Linked DNA regions of Pan troglodytes: region 2 is linked to region 1. Evidence: chromatin contacts called from public HiChIP or PLAC-seq data. All regions are on one chromosome and are shown on one strand. Each heading gives the region's core, a stretch centred on a gene start, on an enhancer-like site or on the middle of the called end of the contact. The rest is flanking DNA. Distances are from core to core; before and after follow the strand shown.

Region 1 (5,392 bases), core at 714-3,213:
TCAGCATGGACTAAAATGGTGGGGAGGCCCCTCTTTTCCCACTGACATTCACTGGCCCATGGGAGGGAAGTGGGGGAATCTCTTGAGGGCCATTAAGGTGGGTAACAAAGGCAAAAGAACCAGGTAACAGTTCATTTACTTACCTTCTATTCAACTAGCAACAACATCACAACTATTCATTAAACAGGGCCAATTTATCCCTATAGCACCATGAGTTAAAGAGAGTTGTGGAGAAAAGAGACAAAGAGGGAAGGGTTTTGAGAAGAAAAGGCCCTGAGAATCCTGCACACAGACCTTCAAGGGAACAGCTCCATCTGGTGACTGCTTAGCAGATTCTTGCTCAAGAAACAAAGCCATATTGTGATTTTATTCAACCACTCTCAAAGATGGAGAGATACAGTTAAGCTGGAGGCTGAAGCCAGTCAGTATCAAATTGATACTAAAATATTATATTGCAGCAAATCCAGAAGAAATACATCCTATCTTTCGCAACCACAGGAAGTAAATACCTGGAAGAAAGGTCCATCTCCTGCCAGTAGCACCAGATACCAGATTCATTATAACCTTTCATCAGAGATTAAATATGGAAACAGATCCTGGAAAAGCCCTTGGCAAATCATAAATGAGTGGAAGTTTTTCTCCATGGCATACCCTGGCCATTCCTCCACTCTCCCAGCCACATCATGTCTCCAGCCCTGCTACAACTTGACAGCAATAATAATAACTAAAATGTGCACAGATCTTTACAGTTTACCAAGCCATTAACCCATTTAAAACACTTCTTTAATCAGTAAATCAGTGGGGAAAGGCTTGGCTATGCTGTGGTAACAGACCTCTCGAATCTTAGTCACTTGACACAACAAAAGATGATATCTCGCTCACAGAACCTGTGGTGATCTGGGTGACTCTCAGGTCGGTGGCTCAGTAGTGCCCCTCTGCCTGCTCAGGGCCTGGAGGATTGGCCTGAGAGCCCCCCCAACCAGTGTCTCAGTAACTCAGACTGTTTGGAACCTGAGGTACCTCCATTTCATTATAAGCTGCCATGATGGATGGGGCAGGGGAAGAAAGTCCTGGAAGATCCTGCACTGCTAAGCAATGCTTTGTCCCAAAGTAACGCTCTTCACTCTGCTCCCAGCCTAGCTGCCGCAAGAGCGGAACAGAATATTCTGTGTGCTCAGGAGAAGAAAAGAGCAGATATGGTTGAGCACTACTGTGCTCTACTGTGGGTAGTGAACCTAGGTGGACACAGTTGCTCACCGGGACACTTAAACCAGCTTTGCGGGGCTGTCGGGGTCGGGAAGCACAGTCTGGAAAGATTTCCCAATGGAGGAAGCACCAATTGTGGGTCCCTGAAGCTGAGGGGATGATGCCCAGGCAAGGCCGAGGCAGTCTGCAGAGGGCTGGGGAGGTGGGAAAGACGATTTTGCTCAGAGGAGGCAGAGATGGGGTGGTGGCTGAGAGAGATGCAGGGTCAAGGAAAGGATGGCTTCAGAGGGGAGAGATTTCCTGGGGCAAAAGGCCACAGGATGGGGAGGCTGCGGGGTCCAAGAGGACAGCCGATGGAGCGAGACCCTGCAGGCAAGGAGGAGATGGGGTGACTCTCATGGCAGAATCGCACCAGAGTTCCCACAGCCCTGTGCGGCCACTATGACTAGTCCCATCCTGTACATGGAGAAAACGAGGCTCCTTCCAGTTGTCCCTCACGCCTCCCTTGATTTATGTACTACCTGATGTGTATAAGGACAGGTGGTGACAAACACATGGTCCCTACCCTTCAAGGACATATAATCCAGAGCTAGGACAAGACCTTAACACAGGGCAAAGTACTATGCTCTGAGTTCATTTGATGAGCGATGGGAGAACGGGCTTGATCCTAGCCATGCGGGAGAGACTGGAATTCAAGAGAGTCAAATGTGCTGGGAAAGACTTTCTGGGCAAAAGGAATAAGCAAAGGTGTGCAAAGGTAAGGAAGCAGGAAACCTTTGCACATCTTGAGAACTCGCCGGCCAGAGGCCTGTGAAGGAGCGCAGTGGTCAGGCAGGAGAGGCAGTCGGATGCAGGCTGAGACCATCCTGAAGGGTCTTGAGGCTGGCTTACCCCAGGCTGTGAGTAGTGGGCTCAGCCTAGTCCCGGCTCCTGGGTTAGTGCTCACGTGTCTCTCTGCCCACTCAGGGCCTGGAGGAATGGCCTTAGAGCCCCCCACCAACCAGGCTCAGGAAGGCATTCCTAGCTCAGAGTACCCTCCTGGAGTCTACACTGGAAGGGGCTCCTGAGTGGGCCGCGCCACACCCCGAGGAGCAGAGGCGCAGTCCTCCCGCGTGCTCCCAGCACACTCCACCCCTACCCAGCACACCCATGGGGCCCCCACCTTGCTCACCTGGGGGGAACCACCCACTCTGCGCCCTCTCAGGGAGAGGTGGTGGCCGCTGCTCTATCCCCTCCCTCTCTTCCTCTTCCACCTTCTCTCTCTTCTCATCTGGGTGCTGGAACCCAAGCGTGAAACTGAGAGTCAGAAAGTCTCAGTCTCAAGGCAGAGCGGGGCAACTAATTTAAAACGGCTTCTACTCCGGCCCCCAGTGTGACTAATCTCCTCCTCTTCGCTCCACAGGTCTATAAATGGGCCACAGTAGGCACCCCTTTTTAAATCTGTAAAATCCCCAAATCCATTAAAAGTGACTTCAGAGGTCCCAGATAGGGACCAACATTTGTTTAAACCTTTTCCTCATTACATCTCATGACCGCCAGCTTACAAAAGAGAGACTGGGGGTTCTGGATGAGACGTATGCAATCCCTGAGTCCACCTCGGAAAGGACAGAGGCAGGTGTCACACCGTTCCTCTTTGACCCGAATCGCTTGAATCCCAGAGTTTCAACAGCTCAGGTGGGTTGAAGGCTCAGAATGTACCAGACATCCGAAGCGCTTTACATACATTTGCTCCTTGAATCTTCACGACAGCCCTGTGAGATGCAATAATCATGCCATTCCACAGACGAGGAAACGGGCCCAGGGGACTGCGGTCTCGGCTCCTTTCCTCTGGCTTTCTCAGAAAAGGCGCGGAGGCCCCCGCCGGGTGGGCGAGGCGGGGTGGGCGGCCCCTTGCGCCCTGGAGTCGCATTCCGCCACCAGGGGGCGCCGCCCCTCCGCCGCGGCCCGGGGAAGCCACCCGCGGAGGCGCCACGCCCAGCCCGCCCACGGGACGCCCCCGCGGCCCCACAGCCAGCCGGGAGGGACTCCACCACCCGGCTCAGCGCGCCTCGGACAGCCCGCTTCCCCGCCGGGGCGCCCTCGGGCCTGCGGGGCTCCCCGCGCCCACCGCACGCACGCACGCCTCCCCCTACTCGGAGGGCCCGGGAGCTGAGCCCACCGGCGCCTGCTCACGGGACACAGCCTCGAGAAAACTTCCTCTCTGCCTCCCCGCGATAAAGCACCGTTTCCTCTATTTATATTTTCTGCACGGAAGTGTATTAAACACGTTAGAGAACAAGAGGAGTAGAGAGTAAGGTGCCACGAGGCACCGAGAGGGCCCGCGGGAACACACGGCTTCCTCAGGCTCTCTGACCGGCCGTGGGCAGGGTGGTCCCCGGCCGCATTGTGGGGCCATTCGCACCCAGAAGCTGTCAGCCTCCCCACTGCGTCACTGGCACCATCTGGGAAACATTATTCAGCCACTGCAGGGGGCTAGGTAGCCTCTGCTTCCTCCTTCCAATTCCCAAAACCTTCACCACAGCATCTCCTGGGGCCTGGCCCTGAGATAGGCGTGCATGTCGGAAAGAAACTGTTGTCAGCATTCCAGGCACTGTCCACCCCGGGAAAGGGGCAGGTACCCATCCCGTCACAGACTCAGGTACCAGGGCAAACCGGGCACCAGGCCTATAGAGGTGAACAAGACAAACAGAAGGCAGACAGACAACCAAGAAAGCATCCAAACTGTGGCTGCAATTGGCTGATCAATTACAGGTGCAATAGTGCCATGAAGGAGAAGTGCAAACAGACGGACAGATGCCTGCATGGAAATGCAGGGGGAAGCCGGTGTATGTGGTGGATTAACAAAGGTGAAAGAGGCCCGTTCCCTAGGGATTGGAGATCTGGAGCAGAGATGAGCTCTAACTGTGCCTTGAAGGATAGGGTAAGTTTGTTGACAGGGGCCTTAGAGAAGGTGTTCTGGGCGGAGGGGACTGCAGGAGTGAAGACTCAGAGATGAGAAAACTGGACCATGTTTGCCTGGAGGGCAGGGTGTAAGTAGCGCCCCCAGTTGCAAGGTGCCTCAGGCAGAGCGTGGTGAGCGGTGGATTCTAGAGGGAGAGAGTGTATCATGTACATCTCCTTTAGTAACTAACAGGGTGCTGCTGGTGGATGATGGGGCGTCGCTGACAGAATTTTAACAGAGGCAAGATGCAACCAGATTTCAGGGTGTAAAAGGCCACTGGGGCTACATGTGTACTTGGAAGAGGGAACCTGGCTGGCAAAGGTCCTTAGGAGGGAGGCCTACTTGTCATTATGGCCACTGGGATACTAGAGTAGGAGACGTCAGAGCCGAGGGCAGGACCAGCAAGCAGCAGGAGCATCCCAGGCACCCACAGGCTCCTGGCAGCCAGGATGAACCAGCGCAGAATGCAGGGTTAGCAAAAGGCCATGCGGGAGCCCATCCCAGCACCAGAATTTGCCTTGTTATAAAACAGGCATTGGAAACTGGCTGAGCCTGGGCCCAGCACAAGAGTTCTAGTTGGCCTACAAGATATTTGCATGTCTTTAAGTTAGCTCCAAACACTGGGAGAGTTTGACTGGGGTTTTCTCTTGAAAAACCCTGGTGCAGCATTCCAGCCCAAAAACAATGGATTGGAGCTGAGTAGAGGGCAGTCCTTCAGATGGACCCTGTCCTCTCAGGGTGGCTGCGGTTCCCACATCATCTGCCTGGCCCTTGTAGGTATTTAAAACTTACACACACACACACACACACACACACTCAAAAGAGTCAAGTTAAAACACCAGAAATCCAGGTGGATGTTGGAAAAGACGAGCCCAGAAGGAAAGAAAGGCTGTTTGAGAAATAATGACCAGGGAAGACTGGCCGTGCTTGAGGATGGATGGCAAGAAGATGTGAGGAACAAGTGGTGATCGCCAGGTGACTGCTTGTGGCCTGCTAGAGAATCAAATCCAACATTGAGCTCCTCGTCCTCCCCAAACCTCCTTTCACTGACTTTCCTGTCTCAGTTAATGGCATTCCAACCTTAGCTGATTAGACCAAAAACTTGGAGACAATAGAAAATAAGCTTTAAAAAGACTTTTTAAAATCTGCTTTACTGACATATAGTTTATGAACAACGAAAAGCATTAATTTTAAGCCTACTTGCTGTTCAATTGACAAATGTATACAACCACACAACCACCATTT
Region 2 (5,191 bases), core at 701-3,200, 560 kb before region 1:
AAAGACATTTAAGAGACAGTTGAAGAAATCGTAATCTGACTGGATATTGACATTAGAGAATTTTTATTAATTTGTGTATGTGTAATGACAGTACCGTGGCTCTGTAAAACTGAAAAACCTAGCTCCTGACGGGGGCGGGGAGGCGGACTGAAATAACATAAAGATCGGAGATTCAGTTCCTGAAACCTTATGTCAATGTTGGCTTTAGCTGAATTTCAAGTCAAGTTGACATTTTTTGAAAGCAGGAAGCAATGACAGAGTGGACTACTGATGCTGTCACCATCTGCCAGCACAACATAAATTAGAACAGAAAGGACTAAGCAAAGGTCTTCCACCTTTTAACGAGAGGAAATGGCATCAGTACAATCAACATACACAATTTTTACAAACAACTTTTAGATTTGCATCTACATACATTTTAAAAGGCAGTGTGCCTGTTTATAAATCTCTACTCTAATTTAGTTTCAGAGCTTTTTACTACCCTGATCACTGATAATGCCATAGTCAAAAGGCAAACTCGAAATAAAAATCAATCTAAAAATGGTACTGCATGCCAAATAAGAAAATATATACACTTTATCATTAAGCTACAGCTAACAGAAATCTAATCAACGATCCTTATGATTTCCTCGTATCTAAAAAATAAATGCAAGCACTTGAGGAACTGTATAAATACAGGGCATCTACCCTACAATACTACTTTATTAAAATAATAAATTCTTTTAATAAGTTTAACCGGACATAAGGCTCAGGGAAAACTACTCTGTGCATATCAGCGTACGGTGCTGAAACTGTAAAAGACGACCTGTCTCTGACATCATACTCATCTTTACTCTCCTGATGTCGTAAGGGACGTAAGAAAAACCACATTATAAGCCTAAATGTACTGTCTTCAAGTATCTCCATGATTAAAGTGTTCCTAAGAAACCGTCCTTATTTCTTTCTATCCCTCATTTGTGTGCATGGAGCCGTTAGTTCAGGGTTCTCCAATTTCAGTCCACGATTTATGCCACATTTCCGTACCTCTTGTACTAACATAACCGTTTAAACCAACTCACTATTTTAAAAGCTGCCAACCTTAACATGCCACACTAAATGAGCGGGTCCCCTTGTGCCGTGAATGAGGTAGTCCCAACAGCGCTAGCTAGACAGCAGCCCTGGCAGGGAGGCCGCACTGGCGTCTCTCCGCTGAAAAGGAAGGTGGGTCCGCCGGGGAAGGTGAGTACTGGGCGCAGCTCGCTCGCCCACCTGGCCACTCTCCGAAGCGCCCCCAGCCACCTGGACTCCGAGGAAGGGCTGACCACCTGGCGGGGCCGAACCCCACGCCGGGCTGCGCCACGCCGGACTCCGCCACGCCGGACTCCGCCAGTGTGCAGGGCATAGCGGGCCAGGCCGAGGGACTGGGCTCCGGGGCGGACCCGAGCCGGCGCGGACGCGCCTGGTGGTTCGCAGGCCGTTGCGCAAACCGGCCGCAAGCCATGAGGCTGCGAAGCCAGAGTCACCAAGGCAGCCTGGGCCGCCTCCAGACCAGGACACGGCCGCCCCTTGCCCCTCCGACTTGCGCACAGGCGGTTACAGGGTTGCCGCAAGCACGCCCCTGAGCCTTCCCGCCGTTACCTCGGGCCGGCGCTGCGCACGCGCGCCACCGCTAAGCTTACGTCCAGCCGCTGTAGTCGGCGCGTTTGTTCCGCCCACTGCCCCCACACTTTTAATAATTGAAACAATGCCTTCTCCAGACTTCCCCTGCACGCGAGCAAATGAACTCACCCACATCCGGGAATCCGAGGAAAGCGAGTGCAGACACGTGATGCGGGGGAGGGGGGGCGTGGCAGGAGGAAGCGCCTGCCGCGGTGGCCGGGTGCCGGTAAGGGTTTCCAGCGCCCCCGGCCTAGGTTTTGGAGGCGCGGGAATGCGTTCGTTGCTCAGTGTCGGACTTCCCCCTATTCCCATCGGCCGAGGCTGTCACTTTACGCTTATAACCGTTTTTCTTTACTGCACTCGTGTCGGGAGGAAAGGGACTTGCGTGCCACCCCCAGACCTCCCCGTCTCCGCTTCCACGTTTGGTACATCCTGCCTCAGGCAGGAAGCCGCCGCTGAGGGGCGGCCTGTCGTACGGTGCGGATGGTGGTGGCCTGCGAGGCTCATTTCTAGCAAGGAACAAGGCTTTCCCGCTTTGATTTTATAAATATATGTTTACAAAGCTATAATATATAGAAGCTATAATATATAGAAATTGATAAGACGTGTCCCTGTCCCGGGAAACGCAGGCACCGCGTGTTTGGAAAGACATTCATCTGGGCTGTTTGACAGACTCCCCAGTTGGTGCCATGCTCTGTGCTTAGGGAACTGTGAGACCCCTGGAGGGGTGGGTACCAGGACCGCGCTCAGCCTGGGGTTTGGAGGCGGCCTCCTATAGGAAGCGACCTGGGACCTAAGATTTTTAGACTGACTGTGGGTTCACTGGAATAAAAAGGAAGAAACAAAGAGCATTGCAGGCATCGGGACTGTCACGTGAGTAAGAAAAGTTTGTTCAGGAAACAGTGGTCGTACTGGGTGACGAGTACTTGGGACGGTGGCTTTAATACACAAGATAATCAGTGTGCACTGGGCATTGATTATCTTGATGCTTCCCATCCTTCCAGCCCCTTATGAGGGAAGGCACCTTCGCGCCTAATCCCGGAAATGGGATGTTGACCTTCAAGAGCTGACGCCTGCGTTTATCTTGAAAGGAAGAGTGGCATTAGTGATGTGGAAAAGGGGGTTTTAACTGTCAAGGCTGGAAAATGTGACAGGGTTGGAGGTGTTTGGAGAAGGGACAGGTGAAAAAGATTGAGACCAAATGTGGAAAGCTCTACTAAGGAATCATGGGTACAAAATGTACACGTAACAGTTGGAGGCAATAATACCTGAGCAATTGACCACAAAGCTGACCTAGCTTGTTTAGTAGATTAAGTTAGGACAAGAAGCAAGAGTTCAAGGAGAGAAGGCCTACTGAAGCTCGAGTGATTTGAGAAAACTTTACAAAGGTGGAAAATCTACGTGGGCCTCCGAAAGTCAGGTTTGGATCAGCTGAGGAAAGTGAGAAGGGTATCCCAGGAGACAGAGCAGCAAGGACAAAGGAGTAGCAGCAGGAAAGTGGGGAGCACTTGTAAGACAGGGACTTCAAAAGTATAACCAAAACTTCGTCTTGCTTTGAGTTATCCACTGGGTAGTACTCGGTTAATTATTGAGTACTGGATTAATTAAGCCCTCACCTGGCTCACCGGTGACAGAAATAGCAGGGCGCATTTTGCTTAACTTTTGCCCAGATCCTTGTCATGGGGGTAAAAACCCTTTCCCACACCAATCTGTGTATAATTTTTGCCAAGGTGTTAGGGATATCTTGCAGTTATCCTATGGGGGACAGCTGTGAGCCTTTTTGGGTTTTTTTGGTTTTTTTTTTCCGAGACGGAGTCTTGCTCTGTCGCCCAGGCTGGAGTGCAGTGGCGCGTGGCGCTATCTCGGCTCACTGCAAGCTCCGCCTCCCAGGTTCACGCCATTCTCCTGCCTCAGCCTCCCGAGTAGCTGGGACTACAGGCGCCTGCCACCATGATCGGCTAATTTTTTGTATTTTTAGTAGAGACGAGGTTTCACCCTGTTAGCCAGGATGGTGTTGATCTCCTGACCTCGTGATCCGCCCACCTCGGTCTCCCAAAGTGCTGGATTACAGGCGCGAGCCACCGCGCCCGGCCCTGTGAGCCATTTTTACAAAAACTTCCACCTGCCTTGGCCCAAACCTCAGCGTTCTTAGGCACAGGAGCTCATGAACATACTGAGATAGCACTAAACTGGACTATGCGAAGGGACCAACTACAGACCTGACACAAATCCTCAAGGCAAGACGATGTCTGAAGTTGAGCTTGTAAAGGAAATGGCTTCCTTCCTTAAAATATCACCCAGGCTGAGCTCTGAAAAAAGCACCTCCAGATGGTGGGTTCCACCCCGCTCCCCCACCCCAAAATTGCTTATTGTGTGAGTCTCCATAGTCTCAGAAACTGAGAGTACCTTTGATGCCAGTGGCTTCCGGGCTTTTTGGATTGTCACTTGGTAGCAGGGAGCACCCATAGGATGATGCCTATGATGAGTCAGGGCCCAACCTTGGAAACAGGGAAATCCAGAAGTATCCTCCAAGCTAGCCAGCCTTTTGGATTAGATTATAGCAGTTTCAGAGAAAAATGGGGAATCAGCCATGGTCAAGGAGCTAAATAAGCATCGTGACCATTTGGGCCAGAAATTGAAGGGAGTGTAGCGTTAAGAATTAGAGGAAGGAACCTCCGAGGAAGGAGCTACCCCAAAGGGAAGCAGAAACTGGAGAAACTTTAGCAGTATGAGGTTCTACCACTGGTGTTCACCTAGAAGTGCTTTGTTCAGATCTCAGCCTGGGTACTATTTTAGGGAAGGAAGCCGTTTCCTTTACAGTATGTTCGTGTAACTCCTGTGCCTAAGAATGCTGAGGTTTGAGCCAGGGGCTAGAAAAGGAAACTTAGCTGGCCATTATGAATCAGGGACTCATCAAAGGCATCACAAACAGGAAAAGGTGAATGTTCAAGTTAGAAGAGAAGAGCTACATTGAGATGCAACATATTAATATTTGAGGGCCTCGTTTAACGTGTTGCTCTCCTGTCACACTCTATGACACTGGTCTGTCAGCTGGGCTATGCCTGTCCAGTATACACTATAAAATATGTATCAGTTGGGGTTGGAGAGAGGAACTGTGATCAAAGTAGTCACCCGGCCCATATGAGAAAATGAACCTTTTCCCAAAAGGTGGCCCCAGACTAAAAAGCCTGGAGAATCCTAATAGTGGATTATACCATCTCTTCAGTCTTCGTGTTTAAGAAATAACCTCTTTGGCTTACAGATTTGACAAGATCAAAGCTGCAGGAAAATGGACAGTGAGGTTCAGAGAGATGGAAGGATCTTGGATTTGATTGATGATGCTTGGCGAGAAGACAAGCTGCCTTATGAGGATGTCGCAATACCACTGGTAGGTTATGATTTGAGCTGAGGATGGGTTAAAGGTATTGATCTGGCAGTAACTAGTGGAGGAGGGATATCAATGGAAGATAAACTAGTGTGGCAAAGAAATCAAAGCTGTGGAATTCTCTAACTCTAGAAGCTTCTGGAGATCATCCAGTTGTATGTTTTATTT

Evidence for each region. HiChIP or PLAC-seq counts read pairs in DNA pulled down with a chosen protein or histone mark.
Region 2: an H3K4me3 HiChIP or PLAC-seq map of stem cell-derived excitatory neurons shows a contact between it and region 1, with 7 times the contacts expected there. The contact joins the promoter of CEP63 here to the promoter of LOC100611124 in region 1. A contact is called at or near these places in 1 of 7 Hi-C or Micro-C datasets (stem cell-derived neural progenitor cells) and 1 of 1 datasets of contacts at active chromatin or transcription factors (stem cell-derived excitatory neurons).

The regions. Positions count from the first base shown.
Region 1 is chr2:137,165,581-137,170,972 of NHGRI_mPanTro3-v2.0_pri, reverse strand. It overlaps LOC100611124, which reads left to right and starts at 1,963. Exons shown (of 2, transcript XM_063806245.1): 1 at 1,963-2,195; 2 at 2,197-2,643. The coding sequence starts at 2,055. The coding sequence ends at 2,553.
Region 2 is chr2:137,724,107-137,729,297 of NHGRI_mPanTro3-v2.0_pri, reverse strand. It overlaps CEP63 (centrosomal protein 63), which reads right to left and starts at 1,950. Exons shown (of 14, transcript XR_008547113.2): 1 at 1,768-1,950. ANAPC13 (anaphase promoting complex subunit 13) reads left to right here and starts at 1,129. Exons shown (of 3, transcript XM_016941990.4): 1 at 1,129-1,218; 2 at 4,901-5,026. The coding sequence starts at 4,928.